2 separate regions of the Mus musculus genome follow, and region 2 is linked to region 1. A link is a contact called in public Hi-C data. All regions are on one chromosome and are shown on one strand. Each heading gives the region's core, a stretch centred on a gene start, on an enhancer-like site or on the middle of the called end of the contact. The rest is flanking DNA. Distances are from core to core; before and after follow the strand shown. Region 1 holds the start of Zc3h4 (zinc finger CCCH-type containing 4). Region 2 holds the start of Tgfb1 (transforming growth factor, beta 1).

Evidence for each region. Hi-C and Micro-C count contacts between places; a contact is called where the count stands out from the background.
Region 2: a contact with region 1 is called in a Hi-C map of B cells, with 6 read pairs. The contact joins the promoter of Tgfb1 here to the promoter of Zc3h4 in region 1.

Annotation. Positions count from the first base shown.
Region 1 is chr7:16,396,593-16,403,302 of GRCm38.p6, reverse strand. It overlaps Zc3h4 (zinc finger CCCH-type containing 4), which reads right to left and starts at 2,107. Exons shown (of 14, transcript NM_198631.2): 1 at 1,997-2,107. The coding sequence starts at 2,010.
Region 2 is chr7:25,684,106-25,690,975 of GRCm38.p6, reverse strand. Tgfb1 (transforming growth factor, beta 1) reads right to left here and starts at 3,974. Exons shown (of 7, transcript NM_011577.2): 1 at 2,753-3,974. The coding sequence starts at 3,107. B9d2 (B9 protein domain 2) reads right to left here. Exons shown (of 4, transcript NM_001362154.1): 4 at 4,414-4,995. The coding sequence ends at 4,682.

The DNA.
Region 1 (6,710 bases), core at 858-3,357:
TTTACACATACATTTGTGCTTAGACAGTACTTTACAAATGACTTGCTCGATTTAAATGTCTATCACCATAAGTAACATTTGAGTAAAAAATATGGAAAATGGGCCTGCTTGCAACGGTCTTTTCTGGGAGGGCGAGGGGATGTGACTTTAACTTGAATACAAGTACAAACCAAATTCTGTAAGCTTATCCCCTCCAGAGGGACTTGAGGGAGCCACTTTCAAATGAAGGCTGGAGACAAAGCAATGGATGAAAATAGAGGGACACCAAGGGTCTGAAAACATATTGGGCCTTTTCAATGGACTTTTGTCATGTTACAGTAACACTTTTTTTTTTTTGTAAGAAAACTGTGTACACCAAAAATTTTTAAATTAAACACTGAAAGGATGTGCAAGTCTAAAAGGGCTCAATAGGTTAGAATCCTGATTTGAACATAATAAATCCACTCTCAAGCATCACTTTGGTCTAAAGGCGAGGAGTAAGCAGGCAGGAAAGGGACTAAAAGAGGGAGATAATTGAATTACTCAATAAAAGAGGCTACTTACCATCCCAACCCATTGTAAGACATACACTTCTGACATAAGAGAACTCCTTAGAGGTCGGATAAAGCTTGCAAGCACCTTTGAGTAAAGCACCTGCCCCCGAGGGGACCAGGAAGCCCAACGTGGGCTTAGCGAACAGACCTCCGCTAATCTGTTTATTTCCTTGACTGCGAAGGGCTGCGATTCCCAGGACGATACATTTAATTAGAACAAAACAGGAAAAAAAAAATTGTAAAAAAAGCTCACCAAACTGCTGCACCTGTGTCTTTGAATGTGGGTGGCATTTCTTTTAAAAGGCAAAGGAGGGTCTGTGAAGGAGAAAGGGAGAACAGGAGGTGGGAGTGGGGAGAAAGGGCTGAGACCCATGGTCTGAAGGGGTCCTCTGCGGTTCCCTGACGGCTGCGAGCGAGGCTTCTGTCTAGCGCATTCTCCACCCTACCCCCACCCCCGCCTGCAAGACTAGCTTTTCTGCTCCCTGAAACCCACCTATTTTCAAACCTACTCACTCCAGCTCCCAGGAATCAGCAAACTATGTACCCCTTATCTTTCGGCTCCAGCAGGGCAAAAATGGCCCCAAACCTCTCATCCTCAAAACACGCAGGGCTGGTCCCATTATCACCCGCCAGAGAAGGGCGTGGGGAACCCATTTCGCACTAGAGGACAAGAGGCGCCACAGTTCACGTCCTGCCAAAGCACACGGGGGAGATCTTTGCTCCCAAGGGGGCGATTGCACCCTGTTTTGCCCCAAAGAGGGGGCGATGCCCGGAGAAAGCGGTGGCCAACTTCCTCTACTATCCAATGCAGGAAAAGCAACCTTCATACAACCCCCCCGCAAAAAAACAAAAACCTTAAAACTAAGGACCCTCCACCACTGACTGTCACCTACCTACAAAAAGAGAGGGACCCCCCAAAAAAAAAAAAAAAACCAATAGGGTTTCCAAAGAAGGTCAGGGGATTTAATCAAAAGAGCTGGAAATGCACCCGTTACCTGCCTGCCTTCTAGGGAGAAGCTAGAAAATACCTCCCGCCAAAAAATTAAAAGTGCACCAGAGCCCCCATCCTAAGGAGTCCTCCTTAGAACGAAAGAGCGAAGGCTGATCCAAACCCCCATTTTTCTGCCTCCGTTAGACTCGGGTACCTATCCAAAATGGACAGGGTATGCGTCCCCCAGGAGAAAGGATACTGTAGGGGATTGGGAAGACCCCCAACTCCGAACCCCTTAAGAGAGGAGCTGCAAGCTGGAGATGCCCCTAAAACAAGAGAATCCGGGGGCCCCTCCCCCAAAAGCCTTCCCCGAAGCCAGGCGACAGGCCGCTGACGGCCAGCTCCCGGAGCAGGGGCGGCCGAGGAGGCTGATGGGCCTCGGCAAGCCCACCCCCTTGGCGGCCCGTGCCCCGGGCGGGCGGACGGACCGACAGACCGGCGGGCGCGGGGGGTCCGGGGGGCGCCTCCTCACCTTCCCCTCAGCATGGCGCCCAAAAAAAGACAGAGCGAGAGCGAGGGAGAGCGGGCGAACGCCGCGAGGGGGGGCAACGCATGAGGCCGGGAGAGAAAGCGAAGCGAGAAAGAGCGAGCGAGCTAGAGACACCCACCGACCCCGCCCTTCCTCCTCCTCCTCCTCCTCCTCCGCGGCCCGGCCCAACATGGCGGCCGTCCCCTTCCTCCTCCTCCTCCCCCCCTCCCACGGGGGACGCTGCCCGGCCCAGGCCGGGGGGCCTGACCTGTCGTCAGGGAGCGGGAGGCGGTGGTGGAGGAGGTGCGGGGTGGCCGCGCGGCCGTCGGGGGAACACGGAGGAGGCGAAGGCGTTGATGGCGGCGGTGGCGATGGCGGCGGTGGCGACTCTGATGGCGGCGGCGGGGGGGTCCCGGGCACGGCCTCCATCGTTCCTTTGAGGGGGAGGGGATGTTAATGCACCAAAAAGGACTGCTTGGGCGTGGCGGGAGGGGCACACTTCAGCGCTCCGGGGCCTCCTGATGGGAACTGGGCATATAGATACATAGATCGATATCGAGTATTTTTTTTTTCGGTTTCGGAGTCACCTCTGAGCCGACTTCCACGTAGGCCGCGAGGCCTAGGCCCCGGCAAGGCCGCCCGCCGCCTGCTTTCTCCGCAGCCTGGCCCTGAGGTCACTCGCTCACGGGCACGGGACCCTCATCGGGACGAGAGGTCCCCTTCCGCCACACACGCACGCACACACACACGCGGCCCCCCAAGGCCTGAGACCCGGGGGACACGGACACTGGTGGGTGGTTGGGTGTAATTAGCGCGGGCCCGCGCGCGACGGAGCAAGCGAAGGGAAAGGGGGGGAGAGGAGAGCGAGCAGGGGGGATGGTTAAAAAAAAATCGGGGAGAAGAGGGATCGGGCTATGGAGATGGGCCGACTGTCTGCCCGCCCTAGATGCCCCAGCTGCCGGGCCCCCGCCGCGGTCAGGAATTCACACAAAATGGCGGCACAGCCGGGACAAGCACGGAGGCTGAAGCCGGAGGAAGGGCGTGGAGGGAGGGGGTAGCGGAGAGGCCGGAGGAGCGTCACGTGGAGAAGGGCAGAGCCAGCCCGCCCGAAAGTCGGCGAAAAGAGCCGAAGCGGAAGGGCGAGGCGGAGGAGAGGGCACGGAAAGAGCCGAACACAGCTGAGATTAACGAGACTCTGAAAAAAGCCGGAAAGAGCCGAGGGAAGATCTAGGTCACTGCAGCAACGCGGAGCGGATCAGAGACCCACCTAAAGGACCAAGGGTGGTCGTGGGGGCGGGGCTAGGGAAGGCCGGGAGAGCCGGAAATAGCCGAAGCGCTTCGGGATGGGAGAAGCCCCCCCCTGGGGGGGGGCGAGGCGAGAGTCCGGAAAGAGCCGAAGTCAGGGAAGGGATCCCGGGAGGAGGCGGAAGTAGCCGAAATACATTGAGCGGAGCGAATAGGAATTAGCGAATAAGCTGAACGGGTGGGGCTAGAAAGGCGATTAATTAACTCAAGGGTAAATGACTTTCAGGAACTCGCCCCCAAAGCAAGCGAGAAGAGCCGAAAATTGCTAGTTTGAAGGAAGGCGGGAAGAGCCCAAAGTTTTAGGTGGGAGAATAATGGGAGGGGAAAAAATTTAACCGAAAGCCGGAGACCGGTCCCAGGAGTCGGTCGTTCCCGAAGAGGGGCTGGAGAAGAGGCGGCCCGGAGATGACGTCACTACATAACTCAGCCAGTGGCGTCATCCTTGGAGGCGAGAAGGGTGGTGCCAACTGTGAGGGCGAAGTGGAGATCTTGACCGGGTTCTTAAACCGCTAACAAAAGTATTTTGAAGTTTCACCTCCTACCCAAGTTGATATTCCTAGTTTGTAGATGGAGACTGAACGCGAAGGCTGGAAGCTTAACTGGCTTAAGACCGAGTGTTTGGAGTCAGGATATGCGGAAAAGTTGAAGTTAGCAGTGCTAGCCTCTAAGCATACACAAAACCCATAGCTTCATCCGCAGCACCTTATAGAATCAGTTGCGGTGGCCCCAGAAGCACTTAGTGTGAAGGCAGAAAAGTGAGAAACTCAAGATCCGCCTGACCCGCATGGTGGAAGAACCGACTCCCCAATGATAGCACATCCTCTAACCTCATGCAAGAATAAAGGGAAAGACGGGATCACGGGACAAGGCAGGGACAAGGAAGAAGAGAGTCGGAGCCCAGTGACAAGAGGAAAAAACAAAACATTTTTCTCCTGAAATGCAGGGGTGGGGTGTCATGAAATACAATGCAGCAAGGGTGGGCCCATGCAAAGGTATGCCCCTTAGATGTTACAGCTCGTCATCTGGTATAAAGAAATTTATTGGGGGGGGAAGGGACAGGAGTGAGGGTCTGGAGAAGGGGTAAAGGCAGACAGACTGGAGCAGAGCCATAAGAACAAAGGACAGTCAGAAAGGGGCACCAGGAACAGAAATGGGAAGAGAGAGATTTCAGAAAACACACACGGGAGGTGTGTGTGGGGGAGACAGGGAATTGGGTTTAGGGAGTCCTTTTGTCAGGAACACACACCTGCCAAACCTGGCAGCAGGAGGTGAAGACTAAAACCATCACTGGGTACCTGGATGCAGGTCAGCTGGATGTTCTGTATGCTAACATGGGGGCCTGGACACAAAACTCTTCTGAGAAACTTGTGAGCCACTTATCTCAGACTGGTTGCTAGAGCCTCCTGTCAGGATGCTATTCTTTTTTTTTTTTTTTTTTTTTTTTATTATAGTAAGTACACTGTAGCTATCCTCAGACAAACCAGGAGAGGGAGTCAGATCTTGTTATGGATGGTTGTGAGCCACCATGTGGTTGCTGGGATTTGAACTCTGGACCTTCGGAAGAGCAGTCAGGTGCTCTTACCCACTGAGCCATCTCACCAGCCCCAGGATGCAATTCTTAATCTAATTTCTTTTGGGCAACCCAAAGCCTTGTATTTGCTACACAAATTCTGAGACACATCCTCAGCCTCAGTTCCTAATTAATAGGGCTAGACTGAGCTAAATAGCTCTTGTCAAGAAAGAAGGGTGCGGCCGGGTGGTGGTGGGGCACACCTTTAATCCCAGCACTTGGGAGGCAGAGGCAGGCAGATTTCTGAGTTCGGGGCCAGCCTGGTCTACAAAGTGAGTTCCAGGACAGCCAGGGCTATACAGAGAAACCCTGTCTCAAAAAACCAAAAAAAAAAAAAAAAAAAGAAAGAAAGAAATAAGGGTGCGGGCTGGCAAGATGGCTCAGCGGGTAAGAGCACTGACTGCTCTTCCAATGAGTTCAAATCCCAGCAACCACATGGTGGCTCACAACCATCTGTAATGGGATCCAATGCCCTCTTCTGGTGTGTCTGAGTACTCATATAAATACATCGAAAGAAAGGAAGGACGGAAGGAAGGAAGGAAGGAAGGAAGGAAGAAAGAAAGAAAGAAAGAAAGAAAGAGAGAAAGAAAGGTAGGTGGTGGCACATGCCTTTAATCCTAGCACACCACAGGCAAAGGCTGGTGGATCTCTGTGTGGTTGAGGTTGAGGCCGGCCTGCTCTATAGAGAAAGTTCCAAGACAGCCAGAGCTGTTACACAGAGACCTGAGATCAGCCAGGGTCAGCTGGGTTCCACGTGGTAAAAGGAAGTGGTCATTGGTCTAGCTGGGCTAGATCGATAGATCTTTATCCCAGCAAGGTCATTTTTACTACTCAATGTGTTTTTGCCCAGGGCTAAATAGCAAGACTTTGTCTGAAACAAACAAGCAAAATTTTCCGTGGAAGCACTGTTTGAAACATCCCAGCTCAGCATGGTGGTATTCACCTTTATTTAGCCCAGTACTCAAGAGCAGAGGCAGCTAGATCTCTATGAGTTTGAGACCAGACTGGTTTACAGTTGCAAGACAGCCAGGGCCTTGTAGAGATCCATCACACCCTCCCTAGCAAAACGTTTTCCTAGGACATTACAGGTGACATGCTGGGCAGGTACTTCTGAGTCACATCCTCAGTACTTCAACTTGTTGGCTTTTTAAAGACAAGTGTCAAGTGGTGGGGGCACATGACTTTAGTCCCACCACTCACAAGGCACAGGCAGGCGGTCTCTGTGAGTTCAAGGCCAGCCTGGTCTGCAGAATGAGTTACAAGACAGCCGTCTACAGAGAAACCCTGTTTTCTGCAGGGAGGAGGGAACTGGGGGGGGGGACAGTATCATTTAGCATTTTGCCTTAAACTTTCTATAGAGCTAAGAATAACCCTGAACTCCTGACCCCCCCCCCATCTCCAATTTCTATGTGCTGGCAACAGAGATGTATCACCATACCTGACCTTTGCCATTTATTATTGGAGAAAAACAACAACAACAACAACAAAATGCCAGTAGACCTCCTCCCTGGATCTCCTTTTGCCTTGCTTTGTCCCTTGTATTCCCTCTTCTCTTCCCAAATTGGACTTTGCTATGCTACTGGAATAACCTGGAACTCCTAGGCTATTCTCTCTGATCTTCTAACTGAAGGTAAGACTGGAGGTGCCTATCACCATCCTCAATGCTCTCCCTATCTGGATATTTGACTGCCTCATGTAGACCAGGCTAGCCTTCGACTTCCTATATAGTGGAGGATGGCCTTGAACTTCTGAGCCTCCTGCCTCCACTTCTGGGGTACTGCGATTACAGTCAGACATCATCCCACCTAGGGCATCAAACCCAGAATTTCCTGTGTACCAAGC
Region 2 (6,870 bases), core at 2,725-5,224, 9.3 Mb before region 1:
GATATCATTTTAAACACTTTACAAAAGATAAAGGCATTGAGACTTCACAACATGGTAAGATTCAAGCCACCTTATTACAGGGACTAATTTTTTAAAAGCTTTTAAAAATTAATTTATTTATTTTATATATATGAGTACACTGTCGCTGTTTTCAGACACACCAGAAGAAGGAATCGGATCTTATTTCAGATGGTTGTGAGCCACCATGTGGTTGCTGGGACTTGAACTCAGGACCTCTGGAAGAGCAGCCAGTGCTCTTAACCTCTGAGCCATCTCTCCCGCCCCAGGGACTAATTTTTTTGTTTATTTTCTTTTGTTCTGGAGACAGGATTTCATAGCTTAGGCTAGTCTCACATTCACTGTGTATCCAAGGATGGTCTTGAAGCAGTCCTTTTGCCTTTGTCTCCCCAGTACTGGGACTACAGTCATAGACAGACTTGGCAGCCTGGGATTGGGTTGCCCCCCCCCATTTATTTGTTTGTTCGTTCGTTCATTCATTCATTCATTCATTCATTCACTTTATAACCCGACTTCAGCTTTCCCTCCTTCCAGTCCCCCCTCACATCCCCTTCCCTCACCCCCTCCTCTCCTGAGAAGGGGAAGCCCGCACCCCGTACCAATCCACCCCTGCACAGCGAGTCAGTAAGTCATGGGAGGTGGATGGAGGGGGAGAACTGAGTGGGAATGAGGATAAGCAGGGGAGGGGGGGATCAGATGGAGACAACCAGACAGTGGTCCTAATCCCAAAACTCTGCCATTTCCTGGCCAGTGGGGGTTTATTATCATTTGCCTGTCATCAGTGTCATTAGTTACTCCCCTCTTTAGCCCATTTCCTGGTCGTGTTAGCAGCAAAGAGGATTTCTAGGTAAGAGTGACTGCAGGTTTGGGAGCCCCATTCACTAAAGGGCTTCCTAGCCTAAAGGATGTCTGCACTGGGGAACGAAGGGGCAAAATCCCGAAATTCTGCGTCTGCTGGGGCTTCTGGCTTCTTGTAGTGGGGATGAGATGGTGATCCCAGACGTCGATGAAGGACAGAGGGCCTCTATTCTTGGTTCGGTTGTTACTCAGCAAACCACAATGGAGGGATGGGATCTCAGCTGGGGGTAGCCGATAGGGGAGAGATAGGAGGGCAGGAAGGATTGTGGGTGTCGCAGAGGGAAATGGGGTGACATAGAGATGAATAGGTATGTGGGAGAGGAGACGGAAATGAGAGGCACATGCCGGAAGAGATATATGCGTAAGAAATACAGTCTCAGGAGAGTAAAGGACTTCTCCAACGAAGAGGTCACATTAAGTCGTGGCTAGGGAGGGGTGTCATTAGGCCTGAGCCACAATTGGGTCCAGCAATGTGCAAATAATCCTTAAGTCCACCTCTGGGGTTAGGAAGGTGAAACCTGGAGAAGCTACTGACACCTAAAGTTCCCCGGTCACACACGACGCTTGGGTCCCGCGTGGGCGCCTACAGGGCGGGGCCGTGAGTTTCCCCGCCCACTACTGGGGTGAGGAGGGCGGGAGACTAACAGCCTAGGGAGGGCGGGATCCGGACCTGCCTCGTCTCGCCCCAGGCTCCGCGCGCGATCTCTGTCTCCCCTCCTCCCGGGCACGGGAAGGAAAGGGAAGGGAGGAGGGCGTGGCGACCGGACGCTGGGTTTTCCCCAGCCTCCGGTAGGAGGAACTGGGACCTTGGGGTTACAGCCTGTCAGCGTTCAGTTCCGTGGGGTCCTCTTACCCCCCCAAGAAGCGCAAGCTCCTCCCCACGCGCGTGGCACCCACGTGGGGGCTTCCTCATCCTTACCGATTCGGTTTTTTCATTTGAGTTTTGAAGACTGCCTCTCCCCTACTTCTAGCTGCTCCTCTAGGGCTCGACTCCAGAGGCTCAGCCACTCCCTTCCACGCCCAGGAGAGGGGCGCTCGCCACTCACTCCTGGATGGCATGGTATCCCTGCTCCGTCTGCCTGGCTGCCGCGGGGGGCCACCTTCCTAAGCCAGTCTCCCCTTTTTATGACTCCTTCCCAATGACCCAGTATTCTAGATTTCTTGAGGACTCGCTCGCTTCCTTCACTGGGCTCCGCCTGCCGGCTCGCGCGCTCTTTTACGCCCCCAAGCAAAACACTCGTGACACCTCCGGGCTCATTTTCCGCACCCTCTCTGCTCCTCTCTAGAGTCCTTCTCCCAACAACGTCGCTTTCCTTTTTCACTTGTAACCCCGTAGTGACTCCACAGATCACACTCTCTAGCGTGCGCCTGTCGCTTTCTGAGAGTAAGCCCACTAGAGATTTTATTTGGCAGTTCTAGGGTACCCATCCCCTAGGTTTTCTCTCCATCTCACGACCCGGTCTGGGGTCGGCTTTCCACATTGCATCTCCATTCCGAAATGTTGGACACCTTCCATTCTCTTGAGCTGGGTTCTACCTTTCTGGAAAGAGACCACCCAGCGAGCCCTGCATTTTTAGGCACCATTAGGGGAACTTAAAACAAAACCTGCCAAATGCTCCTCTTCTAGAGGGGACTCTCCCCACGACCTTGCTTTTCTAGGAGAGGATCACTTTGGCAGGCTGTCTATTCCTCTCAAAGACACCTGGGGTACGGGAAAGTGCCAGCCTCTTTGGGACACCCACACAGTTGTCCCGGTGCCCCCAGGGCTCCCCTTCCTCCAGCCAGTTTCCTCTGAGGGTAATTTCCTCCCGGTGACCCCTGCACTCCGGCGCCCCCTGGGGGCTCCCTCCTGGCTCCCCGGCCCCTCGGAGCTCACCGTTGTTGCGGTCCACCATTAGCACGCGGGTGACCTCTTTAGCATAGTAGTCCGCTTCGGGCTCCGGCTCTGGGTCGGCGCTCTCGCCTGCCACCCGGTCGCGGGTGCTGTTGTACAAAGCGAGCACCGCCTCGGGCAGCGGGCCGGGCGGTACCTCCCCCTGGCTTGGGGGACTGGCGAGCCTTAGTTTGGACAGGATCTGGCCACGGATGGCTTCGATGCGCTTCCGTTTCACCAGCTCCATGTCGATGGTCTTGCAGGTGGAGAGTCCCGCGGCTGGCCTCCCGGGCGTCAGCACTAGAAGCCACGGGAGTGGGAGCAGAAGCGGCAGTAGCCGCAGCCCCGAGGGCGGCATGGGGGAGGCGGCGCCCCACGGCACTTCGGAGAGCGGGAACCCTCGGCAAAGGTGGGATGCGGAGGCCCCGCCCCTGCAGGGCTTGTGGGGTGGGGTCTCCCAAGGAAAGGTAGGTGATAGTCCTGAATAATTTGAGGTTGAGGGAGAAAGCAGCAGGAGTCGCGGTGAGGCTCTGACACCAAGGTGTCTCAGTATACCACCAGGGTAAAAATCGAGATGAGCGCTCTCTGAGATCCAAAAGTGGGTGTTCTTAAATAGGGGAGCTACTGCCAGCAGGTCCGAGGGAGATCTGCCTCTCGGGGGAGAGAGGGTCCTGGGATGCGAGGGACTCAAGAGGCAGGCTGGGGGGAGGGCGGCGTGCAAGGGGTGCGCCCCAGCTTTGGGGTGAAGTCTTCGCGGGAGGCGGGGTTTGTGGCTCCCGAGGGCTGGTCCGGAATAGGGGCGTCTGAGGAACGCCGGGTAGCGATCGAGTGTCCACGACGGTGAGCAGGGCTGTCTGGAGTCCTCAGGTCCTGCCTCCTTGCGAGACAGCGCAGTGCCAAGAAGTCCCCACGTCTCTGACTTGCAGTAGCAGCGGAAAAGTCTCAAAACTTTTTTCCTCTTCTCTCAACCAGCTCGTCCCTCCTCCCACTCCTCCTCCCCCTCCTCCCTGCGGCGGCGGCTGGTCTCAGACTCTGGGGCCTCGGACGGCTCCTCGGCTGCTCCTTTGCCGGCTCCCAGCGGAGGCCGACTCCGAGTGCGGCTCAGAGCCGGGGGTGCCCCGAAGGGGCGTCCCCCCTGCCCCGGCCGGGGGCCTGGCTGTCTGGAGGATCCGCGGCGGGAGGAGGAGGGGGACGGCCTGGGGCGCGAAGGGCGGCGGCGGCGGCGGGACCGGCTGGGGCGGCGGGGGTTTTGAAGCCGCCCCGGCCCCACCCAGGAAGCGCGCGCGGGGCGGGGGCAGCCCCAGGGGGAGGGCATGGGGGGGCACTGTCTTCATCTTAGCGTGGGCGGGCTCCAAGGGGGGTCCCTTCAGCCCTGCGGGGAGGGGGCGGGCACCCCGGCCTCGCCCCACCTCCAGGGTGCTGCCTCCTGGCGGCGGAGCACTACTAAAGCCGGTGACCAACCAAAGCGCCCCGGTGGATTTGGGAGTTGTTGAAGGGTCAAAGGAAAAATTGGGACTTCGTGAGAAAACAGAGTCCTGTATTAGAAGTGGGGACCTAGGCGGTGGAGAGCGAAAGGCAGGGGCAGACTTTGCGGATGAGAGTGTCAAGGAGAGTGAAATAAGGAGACCGACGTCTGAGAGCTTTAGCGGATACAAGGAGGCACCTTACCCATGAGAAATACACGCTTTTATTAAGTGCCCCCGACAGTCCAAACAGTGGGCCCTGCTCATGTCCCTCCAACCCACAGCCCTTTCTACCCCGTAGTTCAGTGGAGCATGGGCCACAGGGGAGTTCCTGGCCTTGCAGTCCATGGCATAGGGGCCATGACTTGGGGGTGATCAGGACTGACAGTCTCCAGAGTCCACGTGCCTGCTTCACTGCTGTGCCATTATGTGCTCAGTGGATGATGGCGATTAGTAGCAATGAAGTCCCTCAACACTCCACTCCATAGCGATCGAAGTGGCGCAGCAGCAGGCCGATACCAAGGTGCACTGTGCCACCCGCGGCCGTGTGCAGGCGGTAGCGGTCAGCCCCGCTGTAGATGGTATCTGCGTGCAGCAGCTGTGGCCCACCACCCACGAAAGCCCGTGCTAGCTGCTCCCTCCAACTGCCCAGGGGCCTCCATGTAGGGCAGTCCAGCTGATGAGTGCCTGGGCTGCTAGGCACATGGCAAAAGCCATAGCCAGCAAGCTGGCAGCGGCCAAAGCTGTCCTGGGACCACACCTGGAGATGGAGTCGAGGCCAACCTGCGGGAGGAGAGGCGTTAGAGAAAAGGACAAAGGGGCAGAACCCTGCTCCCGGGTTCCCAGCATTGAAACCACTGGAGACCTCGCACAGTACTTTTACCTTGGATTATTGCCTGAATTTCCTCTCTGGGTTCTCATCTCCCACTCACTCCACATAGTAGTCACAGGAATCTAGAGCAATCCACATTACCCTCTTGCTCAAAACCCTCCCATGACTCCCCTGGGCCACAGAACAAAGTCCAACCTCTCAAGTCAAGTCTGGCCTCGTCTGACCTCCCTTTGTGGTCTCTTCACTCTCCCAGGCCCCCAGGTCAGCACCTCAGCTTAGACCCCTTCCGCCCTCCTCCTCATGGACTTGCTTTGCTCTCACGCACCTGACTCAGATTTCCTTTCTTCCCCAGTGGAGCCATCTCTCCCCTTCGTTAGGTTTCTAGTGGCCTCAATGCACAGCTGAGTGTCCCAGCCTGACAGTCCAATGCTTGGAGATGCAGCCCAGCCCCCCCCCCCCCCAACCCTAAGCCCTCCCCTGGCAGGCCCTGTTCTCCAGGCTGGGGACACAGCAATGAACACAGCAGACAAAAATTCCTGCCCCGTGAAGCTGACATCCTAGACAACCAACATAGTAAATAAGTAAATTATAGGGTATGTCATATGGTGATAACCGCTCTGGGGAAAAACAACAGCCAGAAAGGGAGGGGTGGAGATGTAGTTTGGAAAATTGGGGAGCAGCTGAAGGAAGCTTTCCTAAAGAAGGTGACATTTGGGGCTGAACACTGCAGTGTACAGCTGGAATGCCAGCACTTGGGAGGTAGAGGCAAGAGGATCCCCAGAAGTTCAAGGCTAGCCTGGGCTACACAATGAGTTCTAGGACAACCAGGGCTACATATCTGAAGGGTGACATTTTGGCACACACTTGGGCTGCTGAGGCCCCAGGCTAGGCTGGACTATGTTCTGAGACTCTATCTCAAAAAGCAAACAAGCCAACCAGGATGCAACATAAATGCTTAAAGAAGTGGGCTCTCTAGGCACCTAGGGGAATGACAGATCCAGTCAGTGCAAAAGTTCCGAAGTAGGAGCTAGCCTGGTGGGGCCAATGAGGCTAGAACGGGGAGTCGTGGGGAACAAAGGACAGAGGTGACAGCCAGATTCCATAGGCCTGTGACGCCAGAGAAGGCTCCGGCTTTTCTCTTGAGCGATAGGAGGCCTGCAGGCAGGTTCCATACAGAGGAAGAACATGCTGTATTTAGGTCCTCCCAGGGTCCAGTCCAGTATCCAACCCTGAGAGCACAGTGAAGACAGAAAGAAAGAATGGTCCCAGAAGGCTGGGCGTGGTGGCACACGCCTTTTATCCCAGCACTTGGGAGGCAGAGGCAGGCAGATTTCTGAGTTTGAGGCCAGCCTGGTCTATAGAGTGAGTTCCAGGACAGCCAGGGCTATACAGAGAAACCCTGTCTTGAAAAACAAAACAAAACAAAACAAAACAAAAAACAAAAAATGGTCCCGGAAAGAGAAGATGGACAGAGAAGGCTGGGTGGGATGGGGTGAGAAACAAAAGTGGGTTTCAGAGCCGCCAGGGTTTGTTGGTGAGCTGAGAGACTAAGAAGGAAGCAAACAGGGAGGAAGACAGCTAAGGCCAGGACTGAGGAAAACTTCCAACGTATCACCCTCACAAACTAGTACAATTGTTCAGAAGGAGAATCTGATCCATCCATTTCTTCTTGGGCTCCCCAGAGCCTTCGAGAATCAGTCTTAGTGCCTTTGCAGGCGAGGCCTTACATTCTGTCCCTGCCGCCTCATCCCCCACTGTCCTTCTCACCCACAGACAGCGAATACCCAGGACACACCTCCCCATTTCTACCTGGCTCCAGCTCTCTG